Regions from separate parts of the Sus scrofa genome. Here region 2 is linked to region 1. Evidence: chromatin contacts called from public HiChIP or PLAC-seq data. All regions are on one chromosome and are shown on one strand. Each heading gives the region's core, a stretch centred on a gene start, on an enhancer-like site or on the middle of the called end of the contact. The rest is flanking DNA. Distances are from core to core; before and after follow the strand shown.

Evidence for each region. HiChIP or PLAC-seq counts read pairs in DNA pulled down with a chosen protein or histone mark.
Region 2: a contact with region 1 is called in an H3K27ac HiChIP or PLAC-seq map of alveolar macrophages. The contact joins two enhancer-like sites. A contact is called at or near these places in 3 of 47 Hi-C or Micro-C datasets (blood, brain and epiblast stem cells) and 1 of 2 datasets of contacts at active chromatin or transcription factors (alveolar macrophages).

What each region holds. Positions count from the first base shown.
Region 1 is chr6:75,685,559-75,693,027 of Sscrofa11.1, reverse strand. No RefSeq gene overlaps it. Among named protein-coding and RNA genes, the nearest start is that of SDHB, 11 kb to the right of the region's middle. Within about 2 kb of position 4,552, at least 11 of the 83 cell types and tissues checked have an H3K27ac peak or open chromatin away from gene starts, as enhancers often do. A contact at or near this core is called in alveolar macrophages, where this site is marked.
Region 2 is chr6:75,768,777-75,776,245 of Sscrofa11.1, reverse strand. No RefSeq gene overlaps it. Among named protein-coding and RNA genes, the nearest start is that of PADI2, 17 kb to the right of the region's middle. Within about 2 kb of position 2,520, at least 27 of the 83 cell types and tissues checked have an H3K27ac peak or open chromatin away from gene starts, as enhancers often do. A contact at or near this core is called in alveolar macrophages, where this site is marked.

The DNA.
Region 1 (7,469 bases), core at 3,303-5,802:
AAATGTTGAAGATACATTTAAAAGGATAGCTTTGTTTTCCTCCTGATGGTAATTCCTGGTACATAGCCAGTGCTCAGCAAATATGTCTTGAATAAAAGAATGAAACGCCTGTTCAGCTAGGCTATGGAAGCAGAAATATCTGTTTAACCAGATGCAATAATAACAGCCAGCATTCCTCAAACACTGACTACCTGCCAGGCACTGCCAGGTTGAACTATATGAAATGCCATCTTAAAGTTCACAATGATCAAACATTTTCGTATGATTCAGTCTAATATTTTACATTTATCATCTCATCTAATTCTCACAACAAAGCTATCAGGATGGTATCCCCGCTTTACAGGTGAACAAACTGAGGCTCAAAGAGGAAGTGACTGACTCCAGCTTACACAGCAGGGAAGCAGCAGGGACCAGGATTCACACCCAGGTGGTCTGACTCCGGACCCCACCTGCTGAACCCCTGCTCTTGAAGACCCTGTTTTAGAAACAGCATCCTAACCTAAGTTCAATGAGTCACTCTTTTATTCATACTAGATGAACCAGTTTTTTAACATACTAAATGAACTATTAGAATCTTGGTACTGCAGTTCCCACAGTGGCACAATGAGGTCGGCAGTATCTCTGCAGCACCAGGACGCAGGTTCAATCCCCAGGCCGGCACGGTGGGTTAAAGGGTCCAGAATTGTTGCAGCTGGGTTGCAGCTGCAGCTCTGATCTGATCCCTGGCTTGGAAACACCATATGCCATAGGGTAGCCAAAAAAGAAAATGAAAAAAAAAAAAAAAAAAAAAAAAAAGAATCTCCATACCTGCAAACAAGGTGTCTGGAGATCATAGGATTTCTATATCCCCTCAAAGGCAACAGAGGCCAGAGTGAAATGACCTCTGTATAACCCAGAATATACTCCTGAGCCTTCAACTCAGAGTAAGAAGGCATCTCATGAAATCATGAAATGCAAACCCATTCATTCTTTTCTGTTACTATTTACTATAAACATCTATTGTGTGTAAAATTAGAGCCATCATATAATTTTTCATCTCCCTCGGAGTAAAAGGGGGCACTACTGATAATTCTACCAGTTTGACAGATAAAAAGTGGAACCACGCTGGGCGAACCAGGACCCTGTTCTCCCTGAAAACCCTGTGTATGAGGCATGATCCCGTGCCTCAAGGAAATGAGAGAGTCAGGGAGACAGGAGAGTAAAGAGGTGAACTGATGGAGCAGACACCTGATAAATATGTGCTGAATGGAAAAATGAATAAGATACAATAGCTGGGGAGTCATACATACATGCACACAATTATTTCCAGCTGGGAGGGTAGCCTCGGTATTCCCTGGGGCTAGGATGAGTGACTGCTGAATGAATATCAGAACGTATGACTGGGCAGAGAAGGGAGGAAGGGCTGCCAAGCTAAGTGTAAGTGTGTGACATGTTTAAGAAACGGCAGTCATGGAGTTCCCATCGTGGCACAGTGGTTAACGAATCCGACTAGGAACCATGAGGCTGCGGGTTCAATCCCTGGCCTTGCTCAGTGGGTTAAGGATCCGGCGTTGCCATGAGCTGTGGTGTAGGTCGCATACTCAGCTCGGATCCTACGTTGCTGTGGGTCTGGCGTAGGCTGGTGGCTACAGCTCCGATTCGACCCCTAGCCTGGGAACCTCCATATGCTGAGGGAGTGGCCCCAGAAAAGGCAAAAAGACAAAAAAAAAAAAAAAAAAAAAAAAAAAGAAAGAAAGAAAGAAAGAAAGAAAAAGAAACGGCAAACCTGGAGAGTGGCTAAGATACAGATTGCAGTCAGCCTGGAAATCTGAGGGTTTGAGCAACCAACGGGAACCCCCTGGAGGTTTGGGGCAGCTGCAGTGATATGACCAATCTTGTATTTTAGAAAGAGGACAGTAACATATATTTCCTTGTTGCTATTAAGAAACTCCCTGAGGAATGATCAAACCAGGTACATCCCTAGATTTGTATATTTTGTAGCACGTTAAGATGAAATATATCTACATGTACTGTCACAGAAAGATAGTATATTTGATGTTGGTATTTAAAATAAAGTCAACGGAGTTCCCGTCGTGGCGCAGTGGTTAACGAATCCGACTAGGAACCATGAGGTTGCGGGTACGGTCCCTGCCCTTGCTCAGTGGGTTAACGATCCGGCGTTGCCATGAGCTGTGGTGTAGGTCGAAGACGCGGCTTGGATCCCGCATTGCTGTGGCTCTGGCGTAGGCCGGAGACTACAGCTCCGATTGGACCCCTAGCCTGGGAACCTCCATATGCCACAGGAGCGGCCCAAGAAATAGCAAAAAGACAAAAATAAAATAAAATAAAATAAAGTCAAGGAAGTTCCTGTCGTGGCTCAGTGGTTAACAAATCCGACTAGGAATCATGAGGATGCGGGTTCGATCCCTGGCCTTGCTCAGTGGGTTAAGGATCTGGTGTTGCCGTGAGCTGTGGTGTACATCGCAGATGCCGCTTGAATCCCATGTTGCTGTGGCTCTGGTGTAGACTGGGGGCTACAGCTCCAATTCGACCCCTAGCCTAGGAACCTCCATATGCCACGGGAGTAGCCCAAGAAATGGCAAAAAGACAAAAAAAATAAATAAAATAAAATGAAGTCAAGCAAAGCCTTGGATTTCTGTGGAAATATACATGTGTATACACCTGCAAAGAAAAAGGTATGAGAACAATCCCATGGAATTTATCCAGAGAAAACCATGGCTCAAAAAGATACATGTGCTCCAGTGTTCATTGCAGCACCATATACAACAGCCAAGACCTGTGAAGAACCTAAATGTGCGTGGACAGAGGAGTGGATAAAGACGATGTGGTACACATTCGCAGTGGAATACTACTCAGACATGAAAGGGAATGAAATAATGGCATTTGCAGCAACATGGATGGACCTAGAGGTTATCATGCTGAGTGAAGTTAGTCAGACCATGAGACACAAACGTCATATGCTACCACTTAAATGTGGAATCTAAAAAAAGGATACAAAGAATTTATTTACAGAACAGAAACTGACTCATAGACTTTCGAAAACTTATGGTTACCAAAGGAGACAGGTTGAGGGTGGGAGGAAAGGCCTGGGGGTTTGGGAGGGAAAGGTTGTAAAACTGGGTTGTGATGATGGTTGTACAAACTATAAATATGATAAAATGTATTGAGTTTAAACAATTTTTTTAATTTAAAAAAAGTGTGACTGAGGGAATTTAAACTTTATCTCTGTTGCTTAAAATTTGTACTTAGTGTGAATTTAATTGCATATGTATTTTTAAATAATTTTTTAAAGTTGCCGGAAACCCTTGGCATCTTATTTATGCTGAAGTCTTCCCATCCTGATTAGCATAATCTCTTCCCCCTAATAATTCACAGTTCTTTTCTTCTTCTTCTTTTTTTTTTTTTCTTTGTCTTTTTGTCTTTTCTAGGGCCGCTCCCGCAGCATATGGAGGTTCCCAGGCTAGGGGTCGAATTGGAGCTGTAGCCACCGGCCTATGCCAGAGCCACAGCAACGCGGGATCCAAGCCACCTCTGCGACCTACACCACGGCTCACAGCAACACCGGATCCTTAACCCACTGAGCAAGGCCAGGGATCGAACCTGCAACCTCATGGTTCCTAGTCAGATTAGTGAACCACTGCACCATGATGGGAACTCCCTCACAGTTCTCTTTTACTTTTTTGCCCCCCCAACTCAGCTTCCCACCACCAGTTTCAGAATGTTAGCTCCTGGAGTTCCTGTCGTGGCACAGTGGAAACAAATCTGCTTTCTTTACTCCACCTCCCTGAAAGGTGACTGTGATTCTTTTTCCCCATTTTACACAATAGGAAACTAATGCACAGCAAGGTTAAGTCGCGTGCTGAAGGTCATATAGTAAATGTCTGATTAAAAAAATTAGCATTGGAGTTCCCTGGTGACCAAGCGCTTAAGGACTCAGAGTTGTCACTCCTGGAACTCAGGTTACTACTGTGGCTAGGGTTCGATCCCTGGCCCCGGGAACTTCCTCATGGAGCAGGTGTAACTCCTCCAAAATAATAAATAAATAAATGGCTGATATAACAAGATCTGAACCCCCAAAGGCCTCATGCTTAACCACTGCACCCCCTGCCTCTCTAGAAAGTAGATTTACTTTTAACACTCTGCACCCCTCTAACTTGTTTGCTTTCAATAAGCTGATATCTACTCATCACAAACCATCATTTACCACTCTTTTTTTTTTTTTTTTTCCGCATTTCCTTTACACAGCTGTCTCAGATAGAAAGAGGTGCTCAAAATTCAGATTCAGCTGGAAAGGGAGTTTTACCACATACGCTGTTTAAAAAGACCACACCTGCACACATTCTGAGGACCAAATTAACGGCTAATTTGAGAGAGTGCTGGGGATGTGGCAGGCAGATGAGAGCGAGACAGAGGTTAGCAGAGTGGGTAAGCTCTAACTGTGTGGTGTGGGGTGTTGGGGGGGGCTTGGGGGTGCTATAGGGCCCAGCAATGGGACAGTCCCCAGAAGGCCTTGGGCCGCTTGCTAAATCCCAGCAGCTGAGCTGACGTCAGCAGGGTGAAACGCAGCTCCATGTGGAGTGGGGGTGGCTCATGACTTTTGCTCCGGGAGTTCCAGAGAGTCTGCTCGTGAAACTGGAGAAGTCTGTAGCATATGATCGTCTCCATCCCACTCAGAATATTTTGAGACATCTAATTATATGGTGAGGGTTGGAGGGAAGAGGGTTTAGAGAAGTCCTTTCTAAGGGCAGGTTGGGAAGGGCCGTTAGGGAGTCCTAGGCAGTTCCATGGGGCAGGGGCACCCTCTGCAGGTGGGCCAGAGGAGCTGCAGCCACCGCGTTCCCCTGAGCCGGGGTGGCGGTGGGGGGCATGTCCACAGCCCCGCCACCTCCGTAACAGAAGATGCTGACCCCTTAGCTGTGTGACTTAGGGTAAGTTGTTGACACTCTTGGAGTCTCAGCTGCCTCAGCTGTAAACAAAAGACAAAAACCTTTACCTTGGGAAGTTGCTGTCCTGATAAGACAGAAAAGAGTTACCCAAACTGTTCTGCAGAAATCCTCCAAAAGTGGCAGCCGCAATCTTCAGCAGCAGTCACAGCCCCCTCACCACTGTCACTGGCATCACACAGTGGTAAAGATGAGGGCTGAGGGACCTAGCAGATGGTGGGGGGCTCCTTTGAGAGCAAACACAGGCAGGGTTGGGACAGGAGCTGGAGACCAGGGCAGCTGGAGAGGGTTTTTTTGTTTTTCATTTTTTTGCTTTTTGGGGCCACACCTACACTTATGGGAGTTCCCAGGCTAGGGGTCAAAGTGGAGCTGCAGTTGCCAGCCTACACCACAGCCACAGCAATCCTAGATCAAAACCGCTTCTGCAACCTACACCACAGCTCATGGCAAGGTCAGATCCTTAACCCACTGAGTGAGGCCAGCCTCATGGATACCAGTCAGGTACACTGAGCCACACGGGAACTCCTGGGTAACATTTTGATTTGCCAACTATATCTTTTCCAATTCTGGGAGATGTTTTCACCTCCTCTTCTCGCTCCAGGCTCACTGTGCTGAATTACGCTGCTTCCTGGAAGAAAAATAGCCCAGCCAGAGAGCTGGGAGGTGCTTGGAAGAGGTTTGCAAATCTTGAAATGGTAGTGGGCTCACATTCATCCACAGAAGGGACTCCTCCCACAGCTCAAGGGAAGGGATGCAGCTTTGTCCCCGTCGGTGACTCAGCCCCTAGCCTCTCTGTAAGTGTCGCTGGCTCCTGCCCCAACCCCGCTCCTCCCTGGCGATCAAAGGGCTGGACCAGGTCCAGGCAGTGATCACCGCCATCCCCCTCCTTCTCACCCACCCAGGCTCCCTCCTCCCTTCACTCTTGTTCCTGAAAAAGCACCCAACCCCCTTGATGTCCCCCAAAAGTTCTCTAACGCTGAGTACAGGGAAATAATGGGTTAGCAAGACTAAGATCAGATGGAGAAGTTATGGAAAACAGCGAAGGAAGAGTGGTCTGCGGTTCTCAACCAGGTGGAAACGGAACCAGGGGGACTGATTGCTCCCAGTTCCCTTGACCGACTCTGTTCTCTAGTTTTTCTTGGAGAGAAATTCACTAAAATGTTCATGTTTCATTATCACGAATTTTTTGCATTTTAATAGTGTGTTCAAGTATCATTTATCTTAATGACCAAACTTTGTCTCTTTTTATAGATTTTCTCATTAACGTGTAGTTGATTTACAATGTTGTGCCAATCTCTGCTGTGCAGCAAGGTGACCTGGTCATACAAACATACAATTCCTTTCTTCTCTTCTCTTCCATCATGGTCTATCCCAAGAGACTGGATAGAATTCCCTACGCTCTACAGGAGGGCCTCAGTGCTTATCCATTCTTTTTTTTTTTTTTTTATCTTTTTGCCATTTCTTGGACCATTCCCGCGGCATATGGAGGTTCCCAGGCTAGGGGTCTAATCAGAGCTGTAGCTGCAGGCCTACGCCAGAGCCACAGCAACGCGGGATCCGAGCCGAGTCTGCAACCTACACCACAGCTCATGGCAACGCCGGATCTTTAACCCACTGAGCAAGGGCAGGGATCGAACCCGCAACCTCATGGTTCCTAGTCAGATTCGTTAACCACTGCGCCACGATGGGAACTCCCTTATCCATTCTAAATCTAATAGTTTGTATCTACTAACCCCAAACTCCCAGTCCATCCCACGGCCTCCCCCTTGGCAACCACAAATCTGTTCTCCATGTCTGTGTATCTGTGTGAGTCCGTTTCTGTCTTGTAGTCAGGTTCATTTGTGCCTTTTTTTTTTTTTTCTTTTTTGGCCACCCTGCAGCCTAAGGAGTTCCTGGGTCAGGGATCAGATCCAAGCCACCGTTGAGACCTAAGCCACAGCCGTGGCAATGCCAGATCCTTAATCCACTGTGCCAGGCCAGGGATCGAACCTACATCCCAGGGCTCTCAAAACGCCAGCAATCCCCTTGCACCACAGCAAGAACTCCTGTGCCATATTTTAGATTCCACATGTAAGTGATATCATATGGCATTTGTCTGTCTCTTTCTGACTTACTTCATGTAGTCTGAGAATCTTTATTTGCATCCATGCTGCTGCAAATGGCATTATTTTGTTCTTTTTTATGGCTGTGTAGTCGTATTCCATCGTATGTATATATCACATTTTCTTAATCCATTCATGTGTTGATGGGCATTTAGGTTGTTTCCATGTCTTGGCTGTGGGGAATAGCACTGCTATGATGGGGTGCGAGTATCTTTTTGCATTGCAGTTTTGTCTGGCTATGTGCCCAGGAGTGGGGTTGCTGGATCATATAGTAGTTCTATACTTAGTTTTCTGGGGAACCTCCATACTGTTTTCAGCAGTGGTTATGCCTTACATTCCCACCAACAGCATAGGAGATTCCCTTTTCTCCACACTCTCTCCAGCGTTGGTAATTTGTAGATTTATTAATGATGGCCATTCTGAC
Region 2 (7,469 bases), core at 1,271-3,770, 85 kb before region 1:
ACCTCGACCTTCACCATAGTTCACGGCAATGTTGGATCCTTAACCCACTGAGCGAGGCCTGGGATCGAACCTCTGTCCTCATGGATACTAGTCAGATTCATTTCCACACAGCCATGAGGGGGACTCCTCACAGGCAATTTTTTAGTTGCTGTGGATTTTTGTGGTTTGTTTGAGAATTGCTCAGTAGCAATTTACATAATTTACTTATGTCAACTGGACCTTTGGGTTTATCAGTGGAAAAGCAATAATTAAAGATCCAGGTTAGGAGTTCCCGTTGTGACTCAGTGGAAAGGGACCAGACTAGTATCCAGGAGGATGAGGGTTTGATCCCTGGCCTCGCTCAGTGGGTTAAGGATCTGGCATTGCCGTGAGCTGAGGTGTAGCTCACAAATGTGGCTCGGATCCAGCATTGCTGTAGCTGTGGTGTAGGCTGGCAGCTATAGCTCTGATTCAACCCCTAGCCTGGAAACTTCCATATGCCATGGATGAGGCCCTAAAAAAAAAAGCAAAAAAAAAAAAAAAATAGTAATTTCAGATTTATAGAAAAGTTACAATAATAAAGAATTTGCAGGTGCCCTTCATGTAAATCACCCAGAGTTCCCAAATAGTAACATCTTATCATTAGTGTTCTTTTTCTCATGTATTTATTTAGAGTGTATATATCTTCACATACTGCATATTTATTTATAGTTTATATATTATGTATTTGTTTGCTTGTTTTCCCAAACCACTTGGTAGTAAGTTGCAGGCACAATGTCCTTTTACTATAAATCCTTAAGCATGTATTTCCTAAACGTATGGCATTCTCTTCCACAACCACAATGCAACAATCAAGATCAGGAAATTAACATTGATACAACACTATGCTCTAACCCACAGATCTCACTGGGATTCCACCAGTGGTCAAAATAATATATTTCAGCAAAAGAAAATCCAAGGTCATTCATCAAATCCAGCCATCAAATCTCTTTAGTGTCCTTTACTCTAGAGCAGTTCCTCAGACTTTCTTTGTGTTTCATGACATTGACATTTTTGAAGAGTCCAGGGAGTTTTTTTCATAGAATGTCCCTTAGTTTGGGTTTATCTGAGCATGACAAACAGTGGCACAGCTATAGGTTGATAGCATGCACATCACCATGGTGCAGCCTTTTATTTTTTTATTGCCAGTGCAGACCCATCATGTCAAAAACGGAAAAGCGGATGTTGAATGTTGCACTTTTTTTTTTCTTTTTTGGCACGTGGAGTTCCTAGGCCAGGGATCAGATCTGAGCCGCAGCTGCAGCCTACACCGCAGCTATGCAGGGCCAGGGATCGAACCTGCAGCCCAGAGCTCCAGAGACACCGCCAATCCCAACTGCACCACAGTGGGAACTTGTGCACTTTTTTTTTAATTGTGGTAAAATACGCAAAACATAAAATTTACCATTGTAACCATTTTTAAGTATATGGTTCCATGGCATTAAGTACATTCACATGGTTTTACAACCCTCACCCCCAAGAATGCTTCACCTTGCAGAACTGAAACTCTGCACGCATCAAACAATAACTCCCTATCCTGCCTCCCCACCCCACCCCCCGCCCAGCTGAAGAGGCAGCTATGTGCCTGACAGCAGCTTCGCTCCCCCCATACCACCCTTCTTGTCATCTTGTGGCAACCACGTGCCTTAAGTCCTTGCTAGCAGCTCAGCTAGCAGTGCTCACCATTGCTTATCAGTTTCGTTTTTGTAATCTTGTTTACTCAGCTTCTTAGGCAGGAACACTGTCTGCTCAGGGGAGGAGGGGGCGGGCCAGTTTCGGGATGGGGGGAACAAGACTGGGACGTCTGTATTGTACAAAAGCCACCCAGAACAAAGACCTGGTGCTCAGACTCTGGAGGCAACGCCTCTGAGCCCACACCGGTGCTGAATAAACCTAGCTATTCCGTATCTCGGAGTGCCGGAGTGCCGCTTTCCGCTGCTACGGTTTCTGCAAGAGTAGCATGTGTCAGAATCCCCTTCCTTTTAAGGCTGAATAATATTCCATTGTATGTATGTATCATATTTTGTTGATCCATTCATCCATGATAGTTAGATGTTGCACTTTTAAGGCAGAGTGGAGTATGTATTATTCTAATTAGTTGGCAAAGGATTGTGTGCATAATGCAGTGACATTATATCTGTGCTGAAAGACACAATATGTATCTTGGTCCATGGCACCTAAAACATTTACTATCTGGTTGTCTACGACCCCCGTTTTGGTTTATCCTGCCTCCACAGAAGCCCTGGGGCTAGACTGCAGGTCTGACTCCATTGCATGATGATGTTGGCAGGGTTCCCATTTCAAATACAGGCACAAATGCTCAACCTTTTACCTCTAACTTTATGTGGGCTTCCCACAAATGCATTTGACCCTTTCCTGTTAACTGTGCCAAGATGAGCCCTGCACCTGGCCCAGAGTAACCCCCAGTCCAAACCCCAACCCCCAAGCCAGCCCTGTCCTTTGTTGCCCAAACATCCGTCATTGTGTAAGTATTTCCTGATTCCTCTTCTGTACTCAGGCCTGGGAAGTTGATACTTGAGGAAGGGGGGAGGGGGGCAGGGGAAGGTGGTGAGACTTGTTGCTTGTGGGCCAGACCTGTCCTTGCCTTCCCCACCCACACACTCGGCATCTTCTGGAAATTAATCATAGAATTTGCAAATTACAGGATCTGAGGCACAAAGGCTCCTCAGCATGTGTGAATTATAGAACCTCCAAGTGTCTAAGCTCTTGGGTTAATAGACGCTTAGAGCGGAAGAAATCTAAGATCTAAGCCTAATAAAGTGTTAGGATTAGGGAATCTGACGGTGCTAAATTGCTAAAAATAAAAAACATTAGTAGGAGTTCCCATTGTGGCTCAGTGGAAACGAATTCGACTAGTATCCATGAGGACGTGGGTTTGATCCTTGGCCTCGCTCAGTGGGTTAAGGACCCAGCATTGCCATGAGCTGTGGTGTAAGTCACAGACACAGCTTGGATCTCAAGTTGCTGTGGCTATGGCGTAGGCTGGCAGCTGCAGCTCCGATTTGACCCCTAGCCTTGGAAACTTACTTGTGGTGCAGATGCAGCCCCCATAAAAAAATAAAAAATAAGGTTTTTTGTCTTTTTGTCTTTTCTGGGGCCACACCCACAGCATATGGAGGTTCCCAGGCTCGGGGTCTAATTGGAGCTGTAGCTGCCAGCCTACACCATAGCCACAGCAACACCAGATCCAAGCCGCGTCTGCAACCTACACCTCAGCTCATGGCAATGCCAGATCCTTAACCCACTGAGCGAGGCCAGAGATCGAACCCACGACTTCATGGTTCCTAGTCAGATTCGTTAACCACTGAGCCATGATCGGAATTCCAAAAATTAAAGTTTTTTAATTTAAAAAATTAAAACTGATCAATCACATGGACCTTGTCCATACAGTTTCCTGCCCGGCTGGCCCCTTCCCTCTCTCCTCACCTCCCGACCTCTGCCTGTTGACAGGCGGTCCACTCGAGGGTCTCCCCAAACATCCCCTCCACCAGGATGTGCCCTTCGTACCCCTGGGCAGAGGTGGCAGCCCCCTTCTTTCTTCGGGCTCACCTCAAGCCTACAAGGCACTTTATTTCTCAGGGCCTCAGTCTCCCATCTGCAAAATGGGAAGAAAAAAGTATCCCCCCCCCCAAAGGGCTGTTGTGAGAATGAGGTTAGAGAACTCGGGAAATGCCAAAGCCACTACCGGACATAGAACATTAGCTGAAGATCTCGGGGGCGGGGGCTGGGGGGCAGGGTGCCTCTGGCTCCAGGCACACAGCCTCCCTGGACACGTGCAAAACCAATTGAACCTGGTGTTGAACCTGATCTCTGGAAGAGGCAGGGAGGTGCCCATCTAGGAAAACTCCCTGAAAGAGGGTGGATTGCCTTTGCTGAGACACATTTAGATGATGGTGAAGATGAGGGTCAAGGGTGGGGTGAGGCCAGTGTCTGATTTCCCCCCAGCTGGAGCCGATGACAGGTTGGAGGGAAGGGCTGGGGGAGGAGTGGGGGAGTTGATCATCTAGCCTGGTGGTGGTGGGGGATAAGGTTTTCGCTCTGAGAGAAGTCACCCCAGCAAGCAAGGAAAGGAATGGTGTATTTATTGAGCACTTACTGTGTGCCGAGTCTTACACTGAACACTTGATGTGGCTGGTTTGGTCCTCACCAAGGCCCACCATTGAGACTGAAAGGATAGCAAGAGAATCAGGTGGACCTGGGTCTAATCCCGGCTCTGCTACTTCATGGCTGTGTAACATCAGGTGGGTTACAGCCTCTCTGAGCCTCAGTTTTTTCATCTGTAACACAGGGATCATAATATTAGGCTAAACTAAACATTTGACTATTTTTGACCAATAAAAATGTCACTTTCACATGGTTCAAACTAAAATCTATCCTGGCACGTTGCTGGGAGGATTAAATAAATGAATCCATCTAATTTCCTTGATCTAGTGTCTGGCACATAGTAAGTGCTCAATAAACAGTAGCTTGTGGTTTGGTTTGGTTTTGTTTAGCAGTGCGCATGGCATGTAGAAGTTCCCAGGCCAGGATCAAACCCAAGCCACAGCAGTGACAATGCCAGTTCCTTAACCCACTGCACCACTAGCGAACTCTAGTAGCTTGTCTTTTCTTATTTTTCTTTTTTTTCTTTCCTTCTTTTATTTTCTTTGCTTTTTAGGGCCGCACCCAGGGCATATGGAGAGTCCCAGGCTAGGGGTCCAATTGGAGCTGTAGCTGCTGGCCTACACCACAGCCACAGCAATGTGGGATCTGAGCCATCTCTGCGACCTACACCACAGCTCATGGCAACCACCCCACTGAGCGAGGTCAAGGATCAAACCCGGAACCTCATGGTTTCTAGTGGGATTCATTAACCACTGAGCCATGACAGGAACTCCCCCTTCTTTTTTTTTTTTTTTTTTTTCCCCTGGCCGCCCCTGTGGCATATGGAAGTTCCCAGGTGAGCCTCAGCTGTGGCAACACCGATCTTTAAACCTGTACTGAGCCAGGCCAGGGATCAAACCTGTGTCACCACAGACAACACTGGATCATTAACCCACTATGCCACAGAGGGAAGGAACTCCCATAGCTTGTCTTTTTAATTGTCCTCATGCAACTTCTCTGAGCCTCTGGGGAAAACACTGACGCCCAGAGAGGTTAATTAAGGAACATGTCCAAGGCTCCCCAGCTGGCAGGCAGCAGAATGAAGATTCAAACCCAGATACAAACCCACTCCCTAGAGCGAGTGGGACAGGAAGCAATGCCTGAGTCTGTGAAGCTTTAGCTAGGCCTTCTTTCTGCACTGGCAGCCAGATCCCGGAGCTGGAATCCACACTCCCTTAACTACCCCCTCCAGCTCCAGCCCCACAGGGGCCTGAATCACAACAACTGAGAAGCCAGTGACCGCTGCAGCCTGCCTGACGCCCTAGGAGAGCCTGGGGGCAGGGGAGGGGGATCAGGAGACGCAGGGTCGACTGCAATGGGGTAAAGGGAGAGGGGCCCATGGCCAGAGCCCACCACAGGATTTTCCTCAGACTCAGCTTCCTTTCCAGGCACAAAGAACGGTGAAGTTCCATGGTTCAGTGGTTAACAAATCCGACTAGGAACCATGAGGTTGCAGGTTCGGTCCCTGGCCTTGCTCAGTGGGTTAACGATCCAGCGTTGCCGTGAGCTGTGGTGTAGGTTGCGGACACAGCTTGGATCTGGCGTTGCTGTGGCTGTGGTGTAGGCCGGCGGCTACAGCTCCAATTAGACCCCCTAGCCTGGGAATCTCCATATGCTGTGGGAGCAGCCCTAGAAAAGGCAAAAAGACAAAAACAAAACAAGAAACAAAGAACATGACTCTGCTGTGCGTGGGAGGCTGGGAGCGTGTGAGTGTGTGCGCGTGTGCAGGTGGGCAGCCAAGGATGCCCCCCGACCCCCCCCGCACACCTGTGTCAGGATGAGCCTTGCCTTGTGGATGCGGGGGCTGGCGGTGGGACCTGAGTGCGGCGTGCATGCTCACCCATGTTGATGGCGATGCGCTCGTTCCTTAAGTGTGTTTCGTGTGTATGCTCGCATGTAGTCATGGAGAGATGTAGGGCATGTGGGGCCAACAGGCAGGTTAGCAGAGCTTCTGGGGCTGAGCCCCAGGTCTGCCACTTGCTAGCTTGTGACCTTGGATAAGTCATGTCCAATAAGACCCAACAAATTCAGACAGAGTAAAGAGAGAGACTTCAGGAGTTCCCCTTGGGTCTCCACAGGTTAAGAACCCGACATAGTGTCCGTGAGGATGCAGATTTGATCTCTGGCCTCACTCACTGGGTTAAGGAGCCAGCACTGCCATAGCTGCAGTGTAGGTTGCAGATGAAGCTTAGATCCTGTTGCCGTGGCTATGGTGTCGGCTGCAGCTGCAGCTGCAGCTCTGATTGGACCCCTAGCCCGGGAACTTCCTTACAGAAGTGAGGCTGTAAAAAGAAGAAAAGAGAAAGAGACTTCATTTAAAAGGATTCTCTGCCACAGGCAAGGCCCCACTGTAGTGGGGGGGGTGGCAGGGAGCATTAGGGAGAAATCTCTGGCTGTAAATTCCACAGGCAGCTCAAGAACGGGGCAAAAGGAGCTGTTCTTTTACAGGGAGGAGTAAACAGGCTACAAGGCTCAGGTGTGGGAAAGTGGCGAGAGCGGGTGGGTGATGGGACGGTGGGTCAGAAGATGTTCCACCCTGAGGCGGGCCTGTTCCGGGAGCTTGGGGGGTGTGGGCTGTCTGCTGGCTCCAGCTGAGAGCGGGGGGCGGGGGCGGGGAGGCACAGTCCAGGAGCCTGGACAAAGGAAGGAAGCTTAAGTTTGGTTCACAAGCATTTTGTTCTGATTGATCAGTGGGAACGGGCAAATAATAGGGGTTCGAAGGGTCTGTGTGTGGCCTTGTCTCAGAAAACCGGCAGGGAGGTGGGGGGGGTCCCTGAATCTTAGGTAAGTCATATGGGCGTAGGGGACTCTGCGCAGTAAACATTTTTTTTTTTTTTTTTTTTTTTTTTTTTTTTGCTTTTTAGGGCTACACCTGCAGCATGTGGAGGCTCCCAGGCTAGGGATCTAATCAGAGCTGCAGCTGCCGGCCTACACCACAACCACAGCAACATGGGATCAGAGCCGTGTCTGCGACCTACACCACAGCTCATGGCAATGGTGGATCCTTAACCCACTGAGCGAGGCCAGGGATCAAACCTGCAACCTCATAGTTCCTAGTCGGATTCGTTTCCGCCGTGCCACAATGGGAACTCCTTTTTTTTCTTTTCTTTTTAGGGCCGCACCTGTGACATATGGAAGTTCCCAGAGTAGAGACTGAGTCAGAGCTACAGCAGCTGGCTTATGCCACAGCCACGCAGGATCCAAGCTGTGTCTGCAACCTACGCCACAGCTCATGGCAGCTCTGGACTCTTAACCTACTGAGCAAGGCCAGGGATTGAACCCGCATC